2 separate regions of the Mus musculus genome follow, and region 1 is linked to region 2. A link is a contact called in public promoter capture Hi-C data. All regions are on one chromosome and are shown on one strand. Each heading gives the region's core, a stretch centred on a gene start, on an enhancer-like site or on the middle of the called end of the contact. The rest is flanking DNA. Distances are from core to core; before and after follow the strand shown. Region 1 holds the start of C3 (complement component 3). Region 2 overlaps Mllt1 (myeloid/lymphoid or mixed-lineage leukemia; translocated to, 1).

Evidence for each region. Promoter capture Hi-C pulls out the DNA fragments that hold promoters and counts their contacts.
Region 1: a contact with region 2 is called in a promoter capture Hi-C map of the HPC-7 cell line, with 3 times the contacts expected there. The contact joins the promoter of C3 here to the enhancer-like site in region 2. A contact is called at or near these places in 8 of 39 promoter capture datasets (the C10 cell line, the HPC-7 cell line, HPC-7-derived erythroid cells and 4 more), 1 of 484 Hi-C or Micro-C datasets (the G1E-ER4 cell line) and 1 of 9 other capture datasets (liver).

What each region holds. Positions count from the first base shown.
Region 1 is chr17:57,224,349-57,229,595 of GRCm38.p6, forward strand. C3 (complement component 3) reads right to left here and starts at 3,788. Exons shown (of 41, transcript NM_009778.3): 1 at 3,608-3,788; 2 at 2,345-2,534; 3 at 1,818-1,983; 4 at 1,649-1,719; 5 at 868-962; 6 at 687-769; 7 at 505-595; 8 at 296-398; 9 at 1-65. The coding sequence starts at 3,687.
Region 2 is chr17:56,898,614-56,903,868 of GRCm38.p6, forward strand. Mllt1 (myeloid/lymphoid or mixed-lineage leukemia; translocated to, 1) reads right to left here. Exons shown (of 12, transcript NM_022328.2): 5 at 3,950-4,075; 6 at 1,156-1,683. Among named protein-coding and RNA genes, the nearest start is that of Acsbg3, 26 kb to the left of the region's middle. Within about 2 kb of position 2,633, at least 14 of the 459 cell types and tissues checked have an H3K27ac peak or open chromatin away from gene starts, as enhancers often do.

The sequences.
Region 1 (5,247 bases), core at 2,538-5,037, 330 kb after region 2:
GAAGGCCGTACCCCCTCCATCAGCACCTTCCGGGTCAGCACTGCATCCCCCACACCATCCTCAATCTGCAGAGGATAGGAGAGCATGAGGGAGGGGAAAAGGTCCCCAAGATAAAGGAGGCTAAGAAGGGGAGGAGCTCAGAATGGGTGGCCTGGTTCAGCAAGGTGAGTGACTGGTAGGGGCACTAAGAGGTGGGATGGGCTCTGGAGTGATGATGGGGCGTGGTCGGGGGGCGGGGGAGGGAGCAGGGAGAGGCTGCCATTCTAAGCTCTCATTCCAAGGGGTGAGAAAGTACCACTACGCGCGTGAGGGAGTGGGCCAGAGAAATCTTCTTATCGCCATCCTGGACCCCAAAAATCACGAAGGCTGTCCCGTCCACGTTTTTCCCGTACAGGAACCTGAGAGACAAGGAGACTTGGGGTCCTGGAGACTTCTCTGGGTGTGGCTGAAGACACGCCCCCCATGCGTCAACGCCCCCCCCCCATGCGTCACCCCCATCCTCACTTGGCTATGATGGAAACTTCCAGGCCATTTGGGTCATCGATGTAATAAAATGTCTCTGTGGGCTCCACCCGGACCTCAAAACTGGGCAGCACTAGGATGGGGTATGAAGACGATGGTGTTGGCATGGCTGCCAGGGCAGCATAAGCACAAGGGCCTCACCTGCTGGATGCCCCAAGACTTACCGTATTCCTTCACCTCAAACTCTGCGGAGAAGATCTGCTTCGGCGCATGTTCGTAAAAGGCTCGGATCTTCCACTGCCCCATGCTGCAAGAAGATGAGGAATGTGGCAGAGCCTCCAAGAGCCTCTCCCCCATCTCTCCCCCCGGACGGGGGAATCCCGTTTTTTGGAGGCTCAGATTTACTTGACCAGTTCAGGAATGTTCCAAGACAAAGGCAAGATGCCGTGTTGGTTGTTGGAAGACAGAATGTCTCTCTTGACAGGAATGCCATCGGGGGTCTGTAAAGAAAGCATAAGGGACAAAGCAGCTCTTTAGAGTCACAACCACCCCATCTCTTGTTCACTGAGGCAGGAGTTAAGAACACAGACCTGGGTAACTCAGCCTAGGTTCAAATCCCTACTGTGCCACTTAGAAGCTCTGTGTTCTCAGGTAAATAGCTCAACCTCTCTGTGCATTTCCTTTTATGTTTAGGACATAATTAATGCAGCAAAAGCCTGGGTGTTTAAACGATGAGGGCTATGATGTGTGTGAGTTTGGAGCACAGGGTGCAAGGAGGAGGAAGGCTGGGAGGGAACTAGGCAGGGTGAGCAGGACCTTGTGCCTGGCAAGGAAGACTTTGACTCTACAGAAGTGGGAGCCACAGAGGGTTGTAGGGAGAGAAAGGAGGGAACTCCACTAGGGTTTTAACAGGGGCCCTCTACTGGGCAAAGTGGACTGAGTTACCAGTAATTCTTCCCAAACTTCAGATAGGGCAACTCAAGTTCAGGGGGTTTCCCTGGAGTTGGATGCCTCACTCTATGGGTCTTCCTAGGTCTCTGCAGTGATCGTTATGTATAGCCATTTGCTCATGGACCACCTCAGAGGACTGAGTCTCAGAGGAGAGGGTCTCAAAGGGGAGGGGACTTGGAGGGGAGGGGACTCAGAGAGGAGGGTATCCATCTCTGGGAAACTCAGCAGCTGGTACCTCAATGAGGATGACGACTGTCTTGCCCACGGGCAGTAGGTTGTTGTCCACAGTGAAGATCCGATATAAGACTGGAGGATGTGAGGGAGACACACAGAGAGTCCCCTTAGACCTTAGGCTCTGGGAGGCCCTTCCAGCCTCAGTGGGAGCAGCCTCCCACAGCACTTACCAGTGGAGCCAGGGGTGTAGATGGTCTTGTCTGTCTGGATGAAGAGGTACCCACTCTGGAAGCTTACCATCACTGCTTTCTCCACCACCGTTTCCCCGAAGTTTGCCACCACTGTCACGTACTTGTGCCCCTCCTTATCTGAGTTGAATTCCTTACTGGCTGGAATCTATGCGTGGGATGTCAGGAGTCTGTGTCAGGGAGTGGTGCCCAGAAAGCATCCCCTAGATCCCCCTGGGCCTCCTCTCTGTCATCTCCCCTCAGACAGGAGGGGCTCAAGGAGGAAGAGACTCAAGAGGAGAGGGACTGAGAGGAGGAATCTCAGAGGGAAGGGGCTCAGAGCAGAGGGTCTCAAAGGGTAGGGGACTCAGAGGGGAGGAGATCAAACGAGAGGGACCCAGACGGCAGGGGCGTCAGAGGGGAGGGACTCAGAAGGGAGGAGCTCCGAGGAGGCTATAGGAGGCAGCCTGAGGGACCCAGGCCGGACCGGAAGGGGCTACGGCTGACTGTAGTTCCAGTTCCTTGCCCACCTTGATGGAGACGCTTCTCAGATGTCCACTGGCTCCTGTCAACACTGTCTTCTCACTGGTCAGCACTTGCCTCTTTAGGAAGTCTTGCACAGTGACTGTGACTGGGATGTCACCCTGAGCATCGTGGGCCTCCAGTACGATGGTCTCTTCGCTCTCCAGCCGTAGGACATTGGGAGTAATGATGGAATACCTGACCGTGGGGTGTGGGAGCAGATGTCACCTCAAGGCCTGAGACTTCAGCCCTCACTCTGGCTGGCCCAGTCCCTAGTTCTAGCGTGTTCTAGTTCTCAGTGCTGGAGCAGATGCCTGGATCCACGTCCTCCCCACACAAGAAGGTACCAAACCACAGCCCACTTTCCCTTAGCCACTAGAAGCTGTCTTTTCCTGGCTTCAGCACTGGGTACCAGCCATAAGGACTTTGCTTGTACTGAGAAAGTGCTCTCTCTACCACTAAGCTATACCTCAGCCTCTCCTCACTTTTCTGTTTGGAAACAGCATCTCACTAAGTTGTTCAGGCTAGCCCTGAACTCACTCTGTAGCCCAGGCTTGGCTGGAATGTGTACACTTCCTGCCTGGGCTTCCAGAGTGGACAGGATGACAGGTCCATGTAATCAGGCCCAATGCTGAGCTTGGCTTTTGACAGTCCACACAAGGGCTATAGACCCCAACAACCCTCCAGTCCTCACATCTTAAAACTTACCATTGCCTAAACCACAAGACATCACAGACACCATAAATCTATAGACCTTCTTCTTCATAAGTAGGCACACCAATGCTACAATACCTGAGTTCTATGAACATAAGACAACCCAAACACTCACATTCTCTCTCTTTCTCTCTGTTTGTATGTATGTATGTATGTATGTATGTATGTATGTATGTATGTATGTATGTATGTCACGTCACAGGAAGATGTCCGGTGTCCTGTTCTATGCCCCTCCCTCCCCACACCTTGAGTCAACATCTCTCTCTGAACCTGGCACTGGGCTGGCAGTCAGCAAGCCCCAGTATCTGGTCTCCAGCCCCACAGTGTGGGGTTACAGGCTCTGGAGGCCACTCCTGGCTTTTCTGTGGGTGCTGGGAGTTTGAGTTAAGGTCCTTATGTCCATGCAGCAAGACTTCATACCCACTGAGCCATCCTCCAGCCCCCAGCACAAATTCTTAACATCCCTGTCTCCCCCCAAGTGGGTGACTCCTAGGTGACTCACCTAGGTGACTCCTAAATTGTATAAGAAACTGCACCCCCAAAAGGTAACTACTTACATGGGGATCCCCAGAGCTAATGGGGAGCTGGCCAACAGCAGCAGTAGCACTAGTAGCTGGGACCCTGAAGCTGGTCCCATAGTGAAGGAAAAAGGTGGAAGGAATGAAGGGGTAAGGGGCAGGGGTGGGCAGAGGCGAGCTGGGGCTGTAGCCGCTGGCTCTTTATATGGCTCTCCTCTCTGGTCCCTCCCTGTTCCTGCACCAGGGACTGCCCAAAATTTCGCAACATAGTTTCCTAAGCTTTTTCACAAACCTGGGGCAACAAGCCTTGGGGTGAGTAACCCTAGGCACATTTCCATTACCCTGGAGCTTGAAAGTACCTGCTTGGCTCAGGCTTTTCTTGGGGTCAAGGCCAGATGCTGAACCTGGGCTGGTCCCTGTTGTACTTGGTTACACCAGAGACCATTGAAGTCTAGAGTGACCTCCTCCCACACTTAGCTGGGTCCCAGTAACCCAGCACTTCTGGATGGCTGGTTCTCCCTACCCCCAAGGTCTTGCTAAATCAGTGGGTCGAGACACATTTGGCATTGCATTATATATCCTGCGTATCAGTATTTACCTTACAATTCAGAACAGTAGCAAAATTAGAGTTGTGAAGTAGCAATGAAATAATTTTATGATTGGAGGTCAGCACAACATGGAAGGGTGGCAGGTTCAGGAAGGTGGAGACCACTGTGCTAAACAGTTCTGAACTCCTACCTCTACCTCCTCAGTTGCTGGGCATTACCCAAGCCCTACTTATGCATTTATAATCCAAGTCTTTCCTATGAGGAGGATAAGGGGTGAGGGCATGTCCCAGCCCAGAGTCCCAGCTCTGTGGAGCATTTTCTGAAGTGGGAAAGAATTCTGGTTTTTTGAGGATCTGGGACGGTTTCTTGGCAGTGGGACAGTTAAGCTTTGGTTTTGAAGGCTGCCTAGAAGTTCGCCCTCCGGGGGGCATGCTTGCTTTCTAGGGAAAAGAATGAGGTGGACCTTACCTACCCTGTCACTCAGGGTGGCTGAATGACTCTGGTGGGCTTTGAGAGTCATGGAGGAAAAGCCTGCTCTTGTCTCTGCCTCTAGGACTTGTCCTGCCCCTATATTATCTCTTTCAGTTGTGTTGGTTTTGTGGTTGTAGGCAGATAATGATTCACAATGCTTAGTTGGTTTTTTTTGTTTGTTTGGTTGGTTGGTTTTTGGTTTTTTAAGACAAAAGTACAAATAGTGGCTTTAGAATACAGCTCAGTGGGAAAGTGCTTCCATACTCAGTAGCATAGGATTGATTCTGGTGGCATACATCTGTAATCCCAGCACGAGATGCTGGAGGCAAGAGGATCAGGAGTTCAAAGTCAACCTTGCTATGTAGCAAGTTAGAGGCCAGCTTGGGCTACATGACACCATTTCTTTTCTTTTTAAAATATTTATATGTATGTGTTGGAGTGTTTTGCCTGTATGTATGTATGTATGTATGTATGTATGTATGTATGTATGTATGTATGTATGTATATATGTATGTATGTATGTATGTATGTATGTATGTATGTATGTATGTATGTATATATGTGCATCATGTGTATGCCTGATGCCTACAGAGGCCAGAAGACAATGTTGGATCCCTGGATCTAGAATTGCAGGTGTTTTTGTGCGCCTCATGCGGGTGT
Region 2 (5,255 bases), core at 1,383-3,882:
TATATGGGAGTGGCTCTACAGGTCCCTGCTTGGATCAATGTCCTACCTACTAGGCTCAGGCACAAACCAGGAGCCTCAGTGGGCTTGTGGTGGTCTGCACACCACTTGCCACCGTCTCTACAGTGACCTGAGGGGCAAGGACTAATGGAATCTGGAAACATTTCTCATTAGAGAGGCCCAGGAGGTGACCAGCAGGCACCCATAGCACTACAGCTACCACACTTCTCCCATGGCCCTCGGTGGCTAGGACTGAATGGTCCAGGAACCAGAAGGGCCTGGGGTGTGGACCGCAGTGCAGAGGAGAGCGGCAAGGCCAGCAAGCTTCCAGCAGCAGCTGCTCCCTCCTCAGGGCTGCCTGTCTCTTGCCCCAGCAGCTGAGGCAGTGCTCTGACTGTTCAGCCTGCACTCGGCTCTAGCCTGGAGGCAGTGGCACCGGGAGAGGAAGTGCCCATACACTGTCCTTGCCTGGGACAAAACATCCGTGCACAGCTCTCAGGAAGGGCTGGTTCCCCAGCTGCATAAGAGCCCTGTCCTGGCGCCTGGGGGAGGAGAAGCAGAGGTCAAACCTGGCAGCCCAGTGTTTCAAGACATAGGCCCGGAGCCCAGATAGCTCCAGTGATGAGCGCTGGAAGCTACTCACAGTTCTGCTCTCGCTGAGAACTGTGGGAAGTCACTAGCACCCAATAAGCACAGTGGCAGGAGCACTAGGTTACAGAGCTCTCGACCCCAAACCAGTTCAGGATAGCCCCAAGAGCATCTTCAAAGCTTCTTACCCAGGGCCCTGACACAGGCAGGCAATTCTCTAGGAGTTGGCCAACTGCACCCTATACCTTGCCTTGTGCAGAGACAGGAAAGAGAGCTCTGTACTGTTCAGTGGCCATCCCGTACCTTCCTGATGGGGAGTAGGCCCAAGGCCCACCGGGAAAGGGAGAACACAGAGGGATGAACTCTCTGGTTAATCTTCAAGAGTCAGCAGTGTCTACCTAGTCACCAAAGCTGCCCATCCACTGAGGAGCATGAGGGCTAGAGCTGTTAACTCAAGTGCTACAAGGCCCATACCATCCAGGGACCCCAGCTACCACTGCATGGGCAGGAGAGAGCTGACCCAGGGGAGACAGCAGCCTGGCAAAGGGACAGCCACCACCCCCTGCTCACCTCTGACCGGAAGGAGGCCTCATCCTCTGAGTTTGAGTCTTCAGTCTGCAGAGTCCGCTTGGCCTCCCGAGGCTCACTCTCTGCCTTCCCCTTGTCACCTTTGCTGTTCTTGTCCCTGGCCACCTTCTTGTCAGGAAAGGAGGAAGCTCGGGGTGAGGTGCCTGGTGCACGCCGTGTCCCCTTTGACCCACTCTTTTTAGGCTTTTTGGCGCTGAGCTTCGGTGAGTCCGTGGCAGCTGGCCTCTTGCTGGAGGCCTTGGGCAGGGTAGGAGGCTGGGGCACCCCCTTGGGGGACAGGCTCTCCAGCTTGGTTTCCTTTAGGGCCATCTTGGGCTCCTTGAAGGCAGCCTTGGGCACTGGGGCCTTCTCCTCCTTGGGCAGCTTGCGTGCAGCATCCTTGGCACTCTTGGGCTCACGCTCCGGCTCCTTGGAGCAACTCCTGCTCTCTGAGTCCTTGCGCGGCCGCTCACGGTGCTCCCTGGCCACCTTGTGTGGTTTGGAAGCCTTGCCACTCTCCTTGTTGGCATCCTACAAGGCCAAGGGCAGGGAAGGTGAGGAAGATGTGTTAGCGGCACTCCGGGGCCGCCTGGCTTTGCCACCCCAACCTGGGCAAAAGCTGATCGGCCTGTTTGGAATGTGTAGAGAGAATCCGCAGAGTGAAAGGCTGTGACCAACAGACACACCAGAGCAGTGCCCGCAAACCTGCAGGGTCACAAGTGCCCACAGCTGCCCACATGTGGGAGACCTGAGGCTGCCCCTGACAGGAAGGTGCTGGCCATCCTCCATCCTTGAGGCCCTAGTCCATGTCCTCAATACTCGCATCCCATTTTGGAATGCTCAACTCACGCCTCCACCAGTTCTAGCCTTCTCTTCAGAAGGCACAGCCAGTGGCCAGGCAAAGAGCTCAGAGTTAGCCAGGCAATAGCTCTTTCATGCAGACCATAACCCAGGACAGACATGGCCGAAAGTACCACCAAGAACACCAAGCCGGTGGGACAAATACCTGGCACAAGGGGCTACGTAACACACTTGGACCACCCAGGAGTCTAGGGTCAGATGAAGCTGCCTGAGGACTCCAACCTATGCCACTGGCCATGTTCCTATAAACCTGACAAGGGACACTGCAGCTGGCATGAGTGTGATAAGTGCCTCATAGAGACTGGGAGGAGGGGGGCTGTCCCCCAGTAAGCCACAAGGGAGGCAAGAAATGGAAATCATGTGGTCCTCACCCTCTCTTGCAGAGGAAAAGCTTGCAGGACTGCAGGGCAAGATGGCTGACAGGAATGTGCCCACGGCTGTGAGTGGTTGACAGGAACCACTCTCCTGGGGTCATGCCCAGGAAACTAGAGTCAACTAGCACTCCATAGTGAGACCCAGTCTCAAACACAGGAAAATCACTTGTATCTGTGAAGGCACAGTCAGTGAGGATGAGGTCATCACAGGCTCAATGCTGCCCTCACAGTGAAGAGGTGCACTTCCGAGAGGCTGCCAAGGCTCACGGCCTAGTATCCAGTAGAGTGACACAGTCCATGCCTCCAGGGGAACAGGTCTGGGTGGGCCTGGTTCCAGCTGCAGGTTCCTGACAACAATCCCTGAGAGGTTCACCTCCTGCTCACTGTGGCCCCGTGCAACCACCAGAGACTGCTCAGCCAGAGTAGCACAGGGGCTGACACTCGGGTCTAGACCACACTCTAAGGCTGGGGCTTCTGGGAGAGTCATCTAAAAAGAAGAAACTCTGTGCTGCCCAGAAGTCTGTGGAAGCCCATGCAGCGTTCCACAGTGGTGCTAGAGAAGGCTTGCCACCAGAGAGGCACCTGTGAGGCATAGCAGCCTCATCCTTCATTGCTTCTGTGGACGCCAAACAACAAGGGCTGGGGGAGAAGCCCCAGGTTGCTAGTGAAGACTGGCCTCTCCTCCAACCTCCAAAGGTCAGTGAAGGTTGACATCAGGGCTTGGTTAGGACTCCAAGATGCTGACCAGCTTGAGGATGTCACAGGCCTGTTAGCCTTGTGGAAAGAGGCGGAAGGAACCTGCCCTGGTGCTTGCTTCTCTTCCTGTGGTGCCTATGGATAAGATGGCCCAAGGGTGCTAGAGTCTCACGGGGATGCCCAGCTGACAATGCCCTATAGGCCAGTGAAGCAAGAAGGATGTGAAAATGAAGGACAGATACACAAGGTCATCGCCACCCTCAGAGGGTCCAAAGAAGGCCAAGTACCCAGGTGTCTCGAGGGACAGACCTGAGGTTCTAGGTTCAGATGTTGTAGCGGTGGTGACAGCACAAGCCAGCCTGTGGCTGGGGTGGCCCCTCCAGGAGGCCCTGTGTGAACTGTCCAGAGTGCTGAGCAAGGGGACAAAATGTGTGTCCTTGAGATTCAGCTCAGTCTTGTGTACACTATTCCCAGCCTCCTCCACGTCGGCTTCATGCCATCACTGCTGACAACCAGACCTGGAAGCTACAAGGGCAGGTGTGGCCAGGAACCTGGAACTAAGAAAGTAGCCAAGGGACCAATGATGGAGATGCCCTGAACAGTAGCTGGGGACAAATCACCGGTGGGCAGGAAAGAGGGCCCATGAGACCTGTGAATGAACTGGAGCTGGGCACAAAATGAGCAGTCAGACTCCAAGCACCACTCCTGGCCACGCTAGCTAGCGAAGCAACAAGGAGCAGGAGCAGAGGCTCTGGATGTAGGCGGCAGGTGTGCAAAGCTGTGCTCTGCATACGGTGGTGGCGATGGCTTGCAATTGCCAATGGCCAGGCCCACGCTCCACAACGCTGGCCTTCCACCTCACTAACCTTGGAGCCGTGGGATGGTTTGTTCTTCTTGGGGTCAGAGAAGGCAGAGAGTGGAATTGTGGGTAACATGGGGTAGTCAGGGCTGGGCCTGGACACCGTGTCCGCTCCTTCGGGCATTACCATCACCTAGTGACAAAGAAGAGACAGAGGTTATCCACAGGCGCCAGGCAATGGTCTGGCGGCCGTGGAGCTAGCCTCCTGGGGAGGGAGAAGGTAGCTGGAGGCCAGCTGCCCAGAAGAGTCACAGGTTTGTCCTTGTGATGGAGAGCAGAGCAGCTGGGGACCAAAATGGCCCCAAGGCTTCCGGGATGGACCCTGGCCAGCAGACTGCAGCCCTGGCCAAGAAGATTCAGAGCCTGTAGCAAAGCAAGAGATGCAGTTGGGGCCATGGACTGCACTAAGCACTGAGAAGAAGGCTGGAGGGGAGGCACAGCAGGAGAGGCTTCTGAGGGATTAGCATAGACAAGGCTGGGACAAGCCTTCCTCATTTCAGGCACAGGCAGCTGGGGAGCTGGCCACGCAGAGCCCAAGCAGCAAGGCAGAAGCCAAGAACAGGGCCAAGGGCAAGAAGGGTAAGAGAAGAGCCGTAGGGGCCAGTGCTGGGGCTGCTGGGAACCCTGGCCAGCTCAGGGTCAGAGGCTAGGAAGAGGACCAGCCTGCAGTGTAGGAAGTGCTGCCCTGCATCAGTTGCTTCCTAGATGCCCGAAGCAGTTTGGGACTGGCCTCTAAAGCAGCAAGTTCACATAAAGATGGAGTTCAGCCACTGAGAATGCAATGTGGCACCGAGTGCAGCAGACAAAGGAGGATGGGGCTTCAAAGAAAAAGGGTTTGGGCTGGCAGAAGAGGAGCATCTGGGCTACGCACCCAGCCAGCCATGCCTTTCATCTGGGATGCTGATCCCATGGTCACATGACAATGCACGGAAATAGGGTAGTAAGGTGACCTGCCCTGCTATGACTTGCTCACAGGAGCCTGCCCAACCACAACAGAGGTGAGGCTACTATGGAGGCTATATGTCCCCAGCTGGGCTTTGTCAACCAGATCCTAGAAGCAGCTGTGAGGTTCCAGGCCCAGGATAGTGGTCGCTTAAGTAATGGTCCTTCCTGGACAGGGTAGGAGCCCAGTATAGGACACCAACTCTAGGGCAGCTGGACTTTGATGACCCTGAATGGCCTGAATGCTTTCCCACCTGCCAGCCTGCCTGGCCTCCAGGTTAAACAGCTTGAGTTCCCTGCCAAGATGCCCAAGGCCAGGCAGGGATGGCACACAGACCAGTTGCTACCTGGGCTAGACTCCCTGGTGCAAA